3 separate regions of the Ovis aries genome follow, and all the other regions are linked to region 2. A link is a contact called in public Hi-C data. All regions are on one chromosome and are shown on one strand. Each heading gives the region's core, a stretch centred on a gene start, on an enhancer-like site or on the middle of the called end of the contact. The rest is flanking DNA. Distances are from core to core; before and after follow the strand shown.

The links. Hi-C and Micro-C count contacts between places; a contact is called where the count stands out from the background.
Region 1: a contact with region 2 is called in a Hi-C map of hypothalamus, with 4 times the contacts expected there. The contact joins the promoter of NKX2-2 here to the enhancer-like site in region 2. A contact is called at or near these places in 2 of 16 Hi-C or Micro-C datasets (blood and hypothalamus).
Region 3: a contact with region 2 is called in a Hi-C map of hypothalamus, with 5 times the contacts expected there. The contact joins two enhancer-like sites. A contact is called at or near these places in 9 of 16 Hi-C or Micro-C datasets (blood, hypothalamus, liver and 3 more).

What each region holds. Positions count from the first base shown.
Region 1 is chr13:40,331,160-40,335,502 of ARS-UI_Ramb_v3.0, reverse strand. It overlaps NKX2-2 (NK2 homeobox 2), which reads left to right and starts at 1,781. Exons shown (of 3, transcript XM_015099673.4): 1 at 1,781-1,857.
Region 2 is chr13:40,123,815-40,127,872 of ARS-UI_Ramb_v3.0, reverse strand. The region is part of intron 10 of KIZ (kizuna centrosomal protein); the gene reads right to left. Among named protein-coding and RNA genes, the nearest start is that of XRN2, 49 kb to the left of the region's middle. Within about 2 kb of position 2,797, at least 16 of the 54 cell types and tissues checked have an H3K27ac peak or open chromatin away from gene starts, as enhancers often do. A contact at or near this core is called in hypothalamus, where this site is marked.
Region 3 is chr13:40,315,142-40,319,081 of ARS-UI_Ramb_v3.0, reverse strand. No RefSeq gene overlaps it. Among named protein-coding and RNA genes, the nearest start is that of NKX2-2, 17 kb to the left of the region's middle. Within about 2 kb of position 1,746, at least 3 of the 54 cell types and tissues checked have an H3K27ac peak or open chromatin away from gene starts, as enhancers often do. A contact at or near this core is called in hypothalamus, where this site is marked.

The DNA of each region.
Region 1 (4,343 bases), core at 532-3,031, 210 kb before region 2:
GTGGTAACTAAAGGTTTCTGGGAGCTCATGGTAAGGCCCAGAAGAGCCAGTGCGGAGAGGCTTTGTAGTGGTTAGTACTGAAGGTTAAGAGGTTCATTTCATAGCTCTTCTTTGCACCTGTTGCATGGGTTCCTCCCGCTCCTTCACCCCACATCGCTTCTCCCCTTCTCTCCCACCCCTGTCAACGGCATCATTTTTCTACCCTTAACTGCCACTAAGGACAGTTATCCAGTGAACACGGACCCAAGGTAACTTGTAATAGTGAAGTCAAATGCTTATGTTTTTCCCTGCAGTAGGGCAACATTTTTCATCTCTGATTTTCCTTGGCCAAATGGAGGATGTCATTCAGGGAACCCCAGGTGTTTTGAAGATGAAAAGGAAGGTAGGGGGCCCAGCGCAGTGCTTATTAACCACAGAGAGAATTTGGTTCCCTTCAAGAAATAGCAAAGTAATGGCACAGGAGCGATGATGACTCTTAATGAATTCATGTGAGTAAAGTGTGAGGTGACCAGTTTGGGGACGTGCAGTCCAGAGGCCACCTTCTGGAGGAGAAAAACGAGACAATTGTCTTCTATTACTGCACCATATTGACCTCCCTTTCCGGAATCACACGGGGCCACTCTGATTTCATGTCCAATGCAGAATTGCCTCTGTCTGAGTGCTTCAGCTGCCGCTTAATTTAAATAAGGTGGCTGATATGTGACACTGCAGTCCACAGTCAGGCTTGAGGCAGGACTAATCTCAGGTCCTCCTTCAGTCAGTGGACTGTTCCACTTCCATCTCTGCCTCCTCCTCAGAAACATCCTGCCTAGGGGGTCAGGAGACCCCACCCCCACCCCAAAATCCCACCGACTTGCAGGGCCCGAACATCTTCAGCTTTCAAACACCACCTCTCCTGTTCAGACTAAAGTCCCACCGGAGGTATCAACCGTCTGGAACATAAAACAGCCTCCCAGGCCAGATTGAAAAAAAAAAAAAAAAAGGAGCGGAAAAGCTACAGAAATCAACTCCAGAGGCGGCGTCTAACCCTGGACAGGTGGCACCTTGGCACCAATGCATTGCAATCACTTTCTTCCTGAGCTGCAGGGCTGAACCCCTCTCCCAGAAAGACCTACACCCCTCAATCTGGAGCGGGGAGTGCGCTGGGGGGAGGAGCCAGGAGCCTGGGGCTAGAGGTCTATGACCTCCCGCCGAGCCGCGCTATCGGCCTTGGATCAGCTATCTAGTGTAAACGCGGTTTCACACATGAATAACGTGCCACATCTGGCCCTGCGGTTTTATGGCGTCTTAGCGACCGAGCAATTTATAGATGGCGACCTTGTTAGGCAGCAGCCCGGGCTCGCCTGGAGCTGAGGGGTCCGAGACCACGCTGGGGACGGAGGAGGGGCGAGGGAGAGGCGAGGCCTGGGGTCTCAGGTCTCCGGCTCCTAGGGGCCCTCCAGAGAGGGACCACCCGCCTGTTTGGGGATGGGGGTCGCAGCAAGGTGGCAGCCCCCCTCCTTCCAAGCCGGCCATGTGGCAGCTGAAAGAGCCATCGAAGCCCAAGTGTGTTTGCGCTCATACCCAATTTATTACCGCTGAACATATGGCCAATATTTTGACTCACGTCAGTCGGGCAAGGAAAACAAACAGAGCGCGCGGCGCTGGGGAGCGGCCCCCTCCGCTGGGGCTGCGCGGCGGCCGCGGGGCCGGAGCCCGGAGGGTGGGGCCACCGGGCCGGGAGCCGGAGCCGGGAGGGGGAGCGCTCGCCGCGCCAGCGCCCGTGCGCCCGCGGCTCTGCAGCAGCCCGCGGCTCGGGATAAAGAGCGGCCGGGGATCCGCGTGCTCCGCTGGCCGGGGCTCCGGGCGCAGCTCCAGGTGAGCCTCCCGCTCGCGCGTGGTCCGGGGTGGTCGGGATCTCAGGGTGCGCTGCTGCGCGAGGAGTCGTACCGGAGCTCGGCGTCGCCCCCACCCACCGCCCCCAGCTGTCGCGCCAGCAGCCAGCGCGGGCCTCTGCCGCCGCCGGAGACACGAACGCCTCGGGGCCGGGACCCTGACGCGCGGGCCCGGGTGGGGGAGAGGGGTCTCGGGGTCCCACGCACAACTGCCTGAGCGGCCCCCACTCGCGATTCTCGCCTCGGCTCGGGGATGGGGGGGAGGGTGTCGGGAAGCAGCAGGTGGCCAAGTGCCGGGCGTCTCGGGTCCTTCGCCGGCTCCGCGGGTCACGAGGGGGGCGCTCGGGGTGGGACCGAGCCCCGCCCGCCGCGCCCCCCGGGAGGGAAAAGTTTTACCTGCCGCCGAGGCCAGGTGTTCCGGCCGCGGCGCACTTTCCAGCCTGCGGGGGAGCGGGACCTCCGGAGGCCCGCAGGTGCAGGCGCCGGGGAACGCCGGGAGGAGCGGCGCGGCGGGGCTTGGAGCCCCGCCCGGGAGGGCGCGACGGGGGAGGGGCACCGAGGAGGGGGGTCCCGGGTAGGTGGGGGGGCACTAGATAAAGGCTCGCCAGGAGATTCGGCCGGGCTGTCGCCGCAGCGCCGGGAGTGGGAGGCGGAGCGGGCGCGCCGAGCGCCTCGGGCCCCTCCCCATCGCTGGCTCGGGAGGTTCCCGGGCCGCCCCAGCCCCAGCCAGGAACGGCGCGCCTCTGCCCTACCTTCGCGGGTAAGTCTCCCTGGTGCGCGTCGGGCCGGGGCTGCTGGCGGAGGCGATGTCCCCCAGACAATTTGGAGATGGCGCCTCTTGGAGAAAGAGGTGCTCTTCGGGCGGAACTGGGCCACGAGGTGGGGTGGGGGGTGAGGAGGAAAAGGGTGAGGGGCGGGAATCACCATCAGGAAGGACCAGGGATGGGGGACCGAGCTGGGGTCAGTGGGGGTCTTTGCGGAGGCGGCTCCAGCCAGGACTTTGAGGGGTCGCGCCAGGCGCCAGACAGTTCTCGTTTGTGTCAGTAGAGATCGCCAGAGGATCAGAAATGCGCCTCAGTGAACTCTGCTGAGGCCCTGGTCTCCTAGGGGCGCCCCCTCTGCACCCCCCTCCCCAAACACACACACACTGCGAGGAGGCCCTTTGGCGCGCCTCTCGCACCTTCTCGATCTCGGTGGCCCTCGGGGATGGAAAGGGGGCGTGCATCCAGCGGAGATCTGTGGACCTCGGGGGCTCAGACTGGTGAAATGAGAGAGCCCCAGGAATCCCTTCTCTCCGGTGCTGGAGGACCCTCGAGAGTTGGTTCCCCGCGTTCCAGGCTGAGCTCGCAGGCTCCGCGCTGGCTGGAAGCGCGGCCTCTACGCCCTGGCGAGGGCAACAAGGCGCCGAGCCTTCAGCCCAGCTCCAAGTGCCGAGTACTAACCCGTTTGGAGAGGCCGCTGGCTTTTCGAAGTCTTCTGGGAATGATTTTGTCACGTGTTAAGAAGTAAATTCAGATAAGAACGTGCTTTCGGCGTCGTGTTTTCTGGAGAAACCCAAATCTCCTGCATTGAAATCACCCTTATGGGGGGGAAGGTCGAGCTTGGCTGGAAGAACGTTCCTGAAGGCAACACTGACGCTGCGTAATCTCGTTGTAACATATTTAATCATTAGAGAAGCGCGAACGAATAGAGCAAAGGGGTGAGCCCGGGGGGACGTGGCGTTTGGTTCCCCAATAAACCGGTGACAATGGATTGGCTGAGATGGGCTCATTTGGCCTAAAGGGGGCTTAGAGCTACGTTTTTTAAAGAAAATATTGGAGGAAGGCCCGTTCCATTTTGCAGCGCGCCCCGAGCCACATTTCCTGTTCAATTTAACATCCATGAAAGTTAAACGGCTTTTCTCGCCTTTTATTTTATTGGATGCATTTTCAAAGATCTCATTAAAGCACATTTATCAAAGTCCTAACATATGTCCGCCGGGTCTTACGCCCACACAATGAGGCTGATTAATAGAAAGAGAAATCCTAATTTCTATTACAGTTTATGTCCTCGGGAAATGTCTGCTTTTTTTTTTTTTCCTGAGGCAGATAATTGGGAAAGTGATGTGTCTTTCACCTTGTAGAAGGGGGGGTAAGGGGTCACCTCTAGCTGATACCTGCCCCCTGCACCCACGATTAATTGCAGGAGGGATTCCAGGCTCTAGGTCCCAAAGATAAGCTCGCTCTGAGGCTTTATAGAGTTCTTGGGGCTCCAGGAAGAGGTAGGGAGGGGGGTTCAGATATAGAATCTGAGCCCTGTCTCTGGGCCTAGAAAATTTTTCTGCCCAACATCTTCTTGAAAGGACTACCCTGGAAGGCGCCCTCATTCTTCCCCTCCTGTGGTAAGAGTTAACACAATATAGATCAAAGAAAGAAAAAAACTTCACCTTTGACTTGAACCCAAAGTGGACTCAGATTTCCTTTCCTTCAC
Region 2 (4,058 bases), core at 1,548-4,047:
CTTGCTGCTGTGGCTGCTGCTGCTTAGTCGCTTCAGTCATGTCCGATTCTCTGTGACCCCATGGACTGCAGCCCACCAGGCTCCTCTGTCCATGGGACTTTCCAGGCAAGAGCACTGGAGTGGGGCGCCATTGCCTTCGCTGTCTCACCCCTTAGGGGCAGGTGTTTTTCCCTTTGGAAAGCCATCCCTGCAAGTCGACGTGACACTGCAACGCAAGGTTGGTTATTACATGTGATTTGCAGGGTCCACATTTCTTTCTCTGGGCCACAGCTAACTTAGAGTCAAGGCCAGTGGGGATGGTGTGAGGAATCTCCTGGGTGCGGACAGAGCCATCTTGTGCACCCATTACTGTAAGGTACCGTAAGAGAAAAACCCAAACCAAAAACACTCCCCAAAGCATCAGAATACAAGAGTTCAGGTTACAGGCCATGGGCTAGGTCCCTGTGTTCCATCAGATGTAACGCATGTGGACCCCGACGGCCTGAACTTCCCCAACAGTGTGGACGTCACACCTCTGGTCTGTGTGGCAGAGGCAGCAAAGGTGAGCTATGGATGGTAAATGGCACAGGTGTGTGGTCTCCGTCAACTACTTACTTGACTCTGGCTGCAGCACAAAGACAGCCACGGGCAGTGTGTGAACTAGTGGATGTGGCTATGTTCTGATCAAACTTGACATAGAGGTGCCGAAACTTGCATTTCATATAACTTTCAAGTGTCAGGCAGCATTATTTCTCTCTGAATTTTTCTCAATTGTTAAAAAATGTAAAACTTCTCTCAGCCTGCAGGCTGCACCCAGAACCAGACAGAGGCCCAGGGCTGGGACCACTGAGGCCTTCAGGAAGCAGGGCCTCATGCCCAGGCAGTAAACCAGGGAGTCTGCCCTCCCCAGCCTCGTGGGTGACTCCTGCAGTCCAAGAGGGCAGGGTTTGTGGGTTCTTTTTTTTTTCCCCTAGAAGTTCACCATTCGACTGGAGGTCCTATTTCCAAACAGCTCTTTCAGGTCAGACACCAGGACAGCTGAGTGGATTAAGGTATGGCCACGCCCCACTGGTCGCATTCCAACAGGACAGCGTCTCTGCACTGTGTCCCGGAAGGGTGGCACCTCCCCCTCCGCACAGGGAGCACCCTGTGCCCACCTGTCAACATTCCACCACTCTGGCTTCATCGCAAGTCTTCCCTCTGTCTGTCCATCAAGCCATCTCAGTTTCCCATGTTGTTTATACATTCCCTTGCTGTTGATAAGGGATTAGGACACACGATTGGGACAACTCTCATCAAAATCACTTTTGTTTTCAGCCCTGCTACATGTAAGAAGTTAAGGTTGGCCAGGGTCTTAAATAGCAGGTCTTATTCTAAGCACAGCATCTTGTGAGCACCTAGGATGTGATCCTGCTGACATGGGTACTAGAGAAAACAGCTGTAATTGACAGTTATCGACTGTTCATGTTCTATGAACAAAAGGTAATGATAGTGCTAGAAATAGTCTACATAGTTAACATGAAAGTGGAAGTCACTCAGTCCCGTCCGACTCTTTGCGACCCCACGGGCTATACAGTCCATGGAATTCTCCAGGTCAGAACACTGGAGTGGGCAGACTTTCCCTTCTCAGGGGATCTTCCCAACCCAGGGATCGAACCTGGGTCTCCCACATTGCAGGCAGATTCTTTACCATCTGAGCCACCAGGGAAGCTCTACGGGTTCCTAAGAGATTCTTTATCAAGTCACACCAGGGCTCATGACACGCTGTGCTCGTGAAGGGGTGTCAGGGCTGTCAGGTGAGCACAGGGTCCCGGGAGGCAGGCCCAGGCTTGGCGGGGTGGGCAGAGTGAGGGTGGAGCAGGCCCCAGGAGCTCCTCAGAGCTGGGGAGGTTCTAATATTAGTAACACACTGACTCTCAACCTCATGGTCAGTATCATATTTTTGAAAGAAAATTGTATGTATAGCCCATTAACAAACATACCTAAGTTACTGTGGCTTTGAGGCCACGTCCATCAAGTGTAGCAGTGAGACTTCGAGGGTCCTGCCAAGAATTTGGTCTCTGGTGCTGGGGACGATGAGGAAGCCCCCCCCCCTACCACCGTGGGAAGAGTCCTTGCAGTTCTAGGGTCTGATCAAAAGCCAGCAAAGAATAACTGACTTATGAGAAGACGTGGTCTCTAGACTCTGAATTCTGTAATTTCTAATGATCTTGACTGCTGGCTAAAATCAGTGTTAAAATGTCTCACATAGCGTCTTCAGCTAGAATTTTCCTCCGGACATATTTCTGGAAAAATATAAGGCAAAAAGACAATTCAGAAACAAAGAAAAAAAAAAATCCCAATCAGCGTGCCAACAAACCACTGTGAATCCTTGATTTTAAATTTTCGAGGTCTACTGAAGGCGGAGAGCTTTAATTAGACAAAGTCTGAGCGCCCCCTGACGGTCAACCAGGGGCCCTGCAGGAGATGCCATTTTTAGGGGTCAATTTCCTCACTCCTTCCCTTCAGCCAATCAAGCAAAGACTGTTCTTTCAGGCCAAGGCGAAGTGCGGGTGGGGGTAAAGTAGGCGGGCTTATGAAGAGAAACATGTGGAATCTTTAGGAAGCTGCTACTTTGGTAGAATTTAAGGGGAATGTAGACTTGCTAAGGCAGAGACGCGGGGCTTTTACCCTAGAACCTCAAGGCCATCCAGGAAAACCTTGTGTTTGTTTCTCTGGACTACGAGTTCCTTGTGATCTTCAGATCGTTCCAGGGGAAGTGGCCCTAGGGCCAGGCAAGCAGAGCCAGGATGGTCCCACTGGAGCACGGCTGCTGCCTGGCGCCCTCCACCGGCCGCTCCCGGGGCCGCAGGGCTGGCCCTGAAAACCACCCACAGCGGGCCCTGCCAGGGTGGGGCAGCCGGGTGACTTCTGCTACCTTTTCCCTAGGCAATTATGTTACAAGCACACTTCCTTTTCTTTCGGTAAAGGTTATCTAGATCCAGGCAGTAAACTGCAGTTAACGTGGTAGGCGGTTAAAATACTCTCTTCAGTTGAATACATGGATCCGGGAGAGTGGAAACGGCTTCCTGGGGAAGGTGGGGCGAGACAATGTTTGCGGAGGAGAGGAAGCTCCGGCATGCACCCCTGAACAAAAGGGGACAAGTGGTCTTTACTCGGAGAACAGCTTCCTATTAGGACTCACTCCTTCGTACATTATGCCTTTCATCCCCACTCAACCACAAAATGATTTTGCTCAGGCAAATACAATGGGAGAAAAGATTTACACTGAAAGAATCTTTAATAATAAACTGTTGCCGATCTGCCTACTTGCCCGTGATTTATAATACAATAAACATCGGATTCTATTACGCTCAGGCACTGAAGCCGTGGCTCGGGAAAACGGAATATGAAAGCACAGGGACCCCACCACCATCACAATGAAATGAGCAGGGATAAATGTGCTAAGAGTATCTCTTTGCATCTTTTATAGCTGGTGTGTATTAATCTGTAACGCTTATTAAGAAAGTCATTGCTATGCAAAGCAGCGCCCAATCCCTTTCTCTGGCTTTTCAACAGAGCGCACTGTTTAGCCAATAGGACGGACCCTCTGGCCCTCATTCTGCATTCATCACAGGCAACATTTGCACAATGTATCTCTCAAAGGCGGCTGAAAGGAAGGCCTTAATACTCATGTAAACAACTGCAAACCAATTACTTAATGAATCAGGCCCACACATAATGAGGTGCAGACAAAGAGCTATAAATGCATTTTTGCGCCCAAGCCGCTGCTTTAAAGTAAAATCCCTCAGCTGTAGTTTGGGCTTAACTAGCACATCATAATTATTGTCTCTAGGACATCAGAGGAAGCCATTTTTTTTTTAAAGGTCCAGCAGGGTCTTTTTTTTTTTTTTTTTGAGGTTGCTCATCAGCTCACTGACAAAATAGAGCAAAGAAGAATTTTTAAAAGTGCTACAGCAGCACTGCGCTGTTATGTTTATTCTCGAGTACTGGGTTTCGAGACCACTTGTAAAAGCAATAAAGCACGAGGAATGACTGCAGTAAGTGGGGTCCTTAAATGTAAGCCTCTAAGAAATTTC
Region 3 (3,940 bases), core at 497-2,996, 190 kb before region 2:
TAGACAAAACGAATTCTTGCTGAGGCTGTGCGCTGTATGGAAATAGAATCCATCAAGGTTTCCAGGTGGAAAGTCCAGCTCATCCAAATTTCAGGCGACTACCCCCTTTGTTTTTCTATTTTCCAGAACTGCTGTCGTATAGTAGAATCATCTAACTGGATAAGAGTAGGAACCCCCCCCCCCCATCGCCACACTCCCAACCCCAGCCAAGGAAACAGTCTTTTCCTTACCTATTGACTATTGGGCTTAGTCGAGACCTGGTGTGGATTTCTCCAGCCTTTTCAAGAGCCTGGTCATTGAAAAGCTAATCCAATATTTACCGAGCATAAGGACAGTTCTCAGACGTATTTATTAAGGCCCTACACTAAGTGATACTTGGCCTGAAGACAAAGATTAGGGGAGGGGGCGTCCGGGTGCACCCGATCCAGCCCGGGTGGGGTCTCCGGGGCCCAGAACTCGGCAACCAGACGCGAACTTTGGAGTTGCCGAGGTTCCTCTCCCCTGCTTAAGTGGCGTGTGGATTAGATATTGTGTTGGCCGGTATTTCAGGAAATATGTACTTGTGGCTTCCTGAGAGGCCGAGCGCAATGACACTCTAAACTGTGTCGATATATCATCTTTTATCCAGGATCTGCAAATAAACCCCTGATCCCCCAGCGCATTATAGCCACCGCTATCTCTCCAAGGAAGCGATCTGAGTTTTATTGCTTTCACCAAAGCCCCAATTTTCTCTCTCTCTCACACACACACATACGCGCACACACACACTTTCCTATCCCATCCATCCTGTATGGTTTTTAAGGACTCAGTCCCCCCCCCCCCCCCACCCCCCGCTTCCTCCCGGGGCATCACTATTAATAAAAAGACGACTAGGCCTCGGCGCCGCCACCCGAGCAAGTCAAGAAATGCAGGCCCGCCGGCCACCAGCCGCGCCAGGGAACCCGTAGACGCACGGGCCGGGATAGAGGGCAGGAGACCCCCGGTGGGCCGCGCGCCGCCGCAAGGAGGCGCTCCAGCCCCTCGGCGCGCCCAGCCTCGCTCCGCGCCCCGGGAGAGCGCCGGGAGGCAGCCGCGCCCCTCCTCGAGGTCCCCGACCGCCTTTCCACCAAGGCGCAACCAGGCCCAGTGAGGAGTCGGCGGCTCCGAACCCGGATTAGAGTGTGTAAATCGGCGGCGAGCTCGGCAGGTGCCGTTCGTCGATGGGGCCACCTACGTTTGCGGACCACTCGTTTACTCGACCGTAATTTTCCCTCCATCCTTCTCCCTCCAAGGACGTGCCCCAGTCTGCATTACATTTGTGCATAAACAGCAAAGCCGTCCTGCGGTCCAGGCGCGCGCTGGCCACGGGGAGGGCTCCGCGACGGGCCTCAGGGAGTGGGGTCCACCACCTCGAGCCGACCCCTCGCACGTGTCGGTCCCCGTAAGGGCGGGCGAATGGTGGCTCCAAGTGTTTCAGGGAATAAAAGAGCGATGCTGAAAGGGAATTCCGATTCGGATGGAGGGCTGGAGGGCTGGGCTTGGAGTGGGGGGCGGGGGGAGGGCAGTGTCCTATGAAGGAGAGACTCTCACCTGTCGCTCACCACCGAGTCGGGGGCTGCAGCCACTACCGCTGGTCCTCGATCCCAATCCGGTGTAGGTGCGGCGGGCCGCTCCGGGGGGCGCACGGTGGGCGGTGAGCTCTCCGAGCCGCTGGCCGCTCCGGGGAACTCAAGGTGGGCGATGCAGCCTCGCCGTCCGGCCACCAGAGGGAGACGGCGCGCCGACGCCGGACGCTGGGGTCCGAGCGAAGGAGGCAGGACGGCGCCCCCCACACCGGTTCAGAGCCGTCCCCCGGCGCTGAGGCCCCGGTGGGAGCTCCGGATTCGCCGAGGGTAGGAAGGATGTCGGCCCTTGGGTGCCTCCTGAGAAGCTGGGTGCGGGGGGCAGCGGGCTGAGGGCTGGACTGGTTCAATGCGGCCACGTCCGCCCGCCGAGCCCAGGGACCCCAGCTGCAGCGCGTTTGGTTGATTGTCCCGGGAATACCCGTCGTGAAACTGCCTCCCGTCCGAGGAGCGCGAGTCTCCCACACGTGCGTGCCTTTACTTTCTGAAACCCCCCGCCTTCCACACCCGCGGCGAGGGGGGGTGGCAAGTCGGGGAGGCGGCAGTGCCCAGGGTGTCCGCGGGGTGGCGCAATTGGATAAGAAAAGGCCGGCGGCGGGCGCCTTCCAGACTGTCAGAGCAGTGGAGCTTGGACACCCGCGGACAGGAGCTGGGTGGGTGAGGCGTCCTTTACGCTAGGGTTGGGGCGTGCGGGTGGTGTGTCCACTTATTTGGGAGAAGGCAGGAAAGATTGCTCAGGCTTAATTCCAGAAACTTTAAAACTTTCTGCCCTTGATTCCAGTGAAGTTAAAACTCTCTGCCCTTGAACTCGGCGCCTGGAGCTGTGATAGAAGAGTCTAAAGGTATATCCACCCAGCCCAGGCACTTTTTCCCTCCTCCCGGCTGCTGACGCCATCCCGGTGTCACCGCCACCCCACAATCAGGACGCAGAACATTTCCATCACCCCCGAAGTGTTCCCTCCTGCGGGGATGTTTCTGAAAGACTTAGGTGAGAGAAAGCACCACCCCTTCCTTTGCTGCTGTTTCACCTTGTAGGGTGAATGGTGGGAAACCCGGTTTTCTGACCTCAGCCCCATACCAGGAGGTCGTGGCAACCACCGTTTACTGAGTATCCGCTGCTGCCTACTTCATCTTATACATCTTATGCTGTTCTTCCTACATCATCTTATCTGATTATCACCCCTAACCTGTGCTCCTGCAGATGAGGAAACTAGGTCTCCATGAAGTACCTACCCCCTAGGAACCAGGCAGTGTCCTGGCAAAGAAGTGGTCCAGAGGGTGGAAGGAGGTGTAGCAGGTGCTTTGTGCTACTTGGGGAGAGGAGGGGCGGGGTGGGGGTGCCCGGAGGCTCCCTCCTGTTCTGCAGAAAATGGCTGGGTGGCAAGCTCCTCCACAAAGCAGAGTTTGGGGTTTCCAGCCCGCAGCCAGCCCTCAGGTCCCAGCCCCTTGACTCCCTCAGAGAAGCCAGCACTGCAGCTCCCTCTCTGGGGCCATCCTGGGCCAGCAAGTGTGCCCCCCAAACTGAGGGAGAACAGGCTGGGGGTCCTCCGAGTCTGTTCTCAGCTCCAGGCCTGTGGCCTGCTATCTCCCCAGTTCTGGTGACACAGCTCCCCTCTGCACACTGCGCACCCCCAGACTGATGAAGGGTACAAACGGCAATTGATTTTCAATTGCCAAAGGATCTTCTCTTTGGGTTTCCCTGATAGCTCAGTTGGTAAAGAATCCACCTGCAATGCAGGAGACCCCAGTTTGATTCCTGGGTCAGGAAAATCCCCTGGAGAAGGGATAGGCTACCCAGTCCAGTATTCTTGGGCTTCCCTTGTGGCTCAGCTGGTAAAGAATCCACCTGCAATGTGGGAGACCTGGGTTCCATGCCTGGGTTGGGAAGATCCACTGGAGAAGGGAACAGCTACCCACTCCAGTATTCTAGCCTGGAGAATTTCATGGACTGTATAGTCCATGGGGTTGCAAAGAGTCAGGCAGGACTGAGCAACTTTCACTTTCATATTTGTATCTTTAAATGATTATCCATCTTTTACCTGATGTGTGGGAAACAGAAAATAAGTTATGTTCTGTGGTTCTGGTGCTGGTCTTAACCTGAGAAATTTACAAGAAGTATTAAAGGCATTTTACTTAAGTGTTTGCTTCCAGACCTCTCCATGTTTCTTTAGCTCTGCAAGCTGCAACATAAAGGAATGGCCTTGGCATATACCATAAAAAGTTGGGAGGATGGGGGTAGATATACAAGGCGAAGCCCAAGGAATCCGATTTTTGTTTCAGACACCAGATAGTTCAACTGTGAAAGCACCTTTCAGAAATGGCTGGCCCTTCTCCAGCAG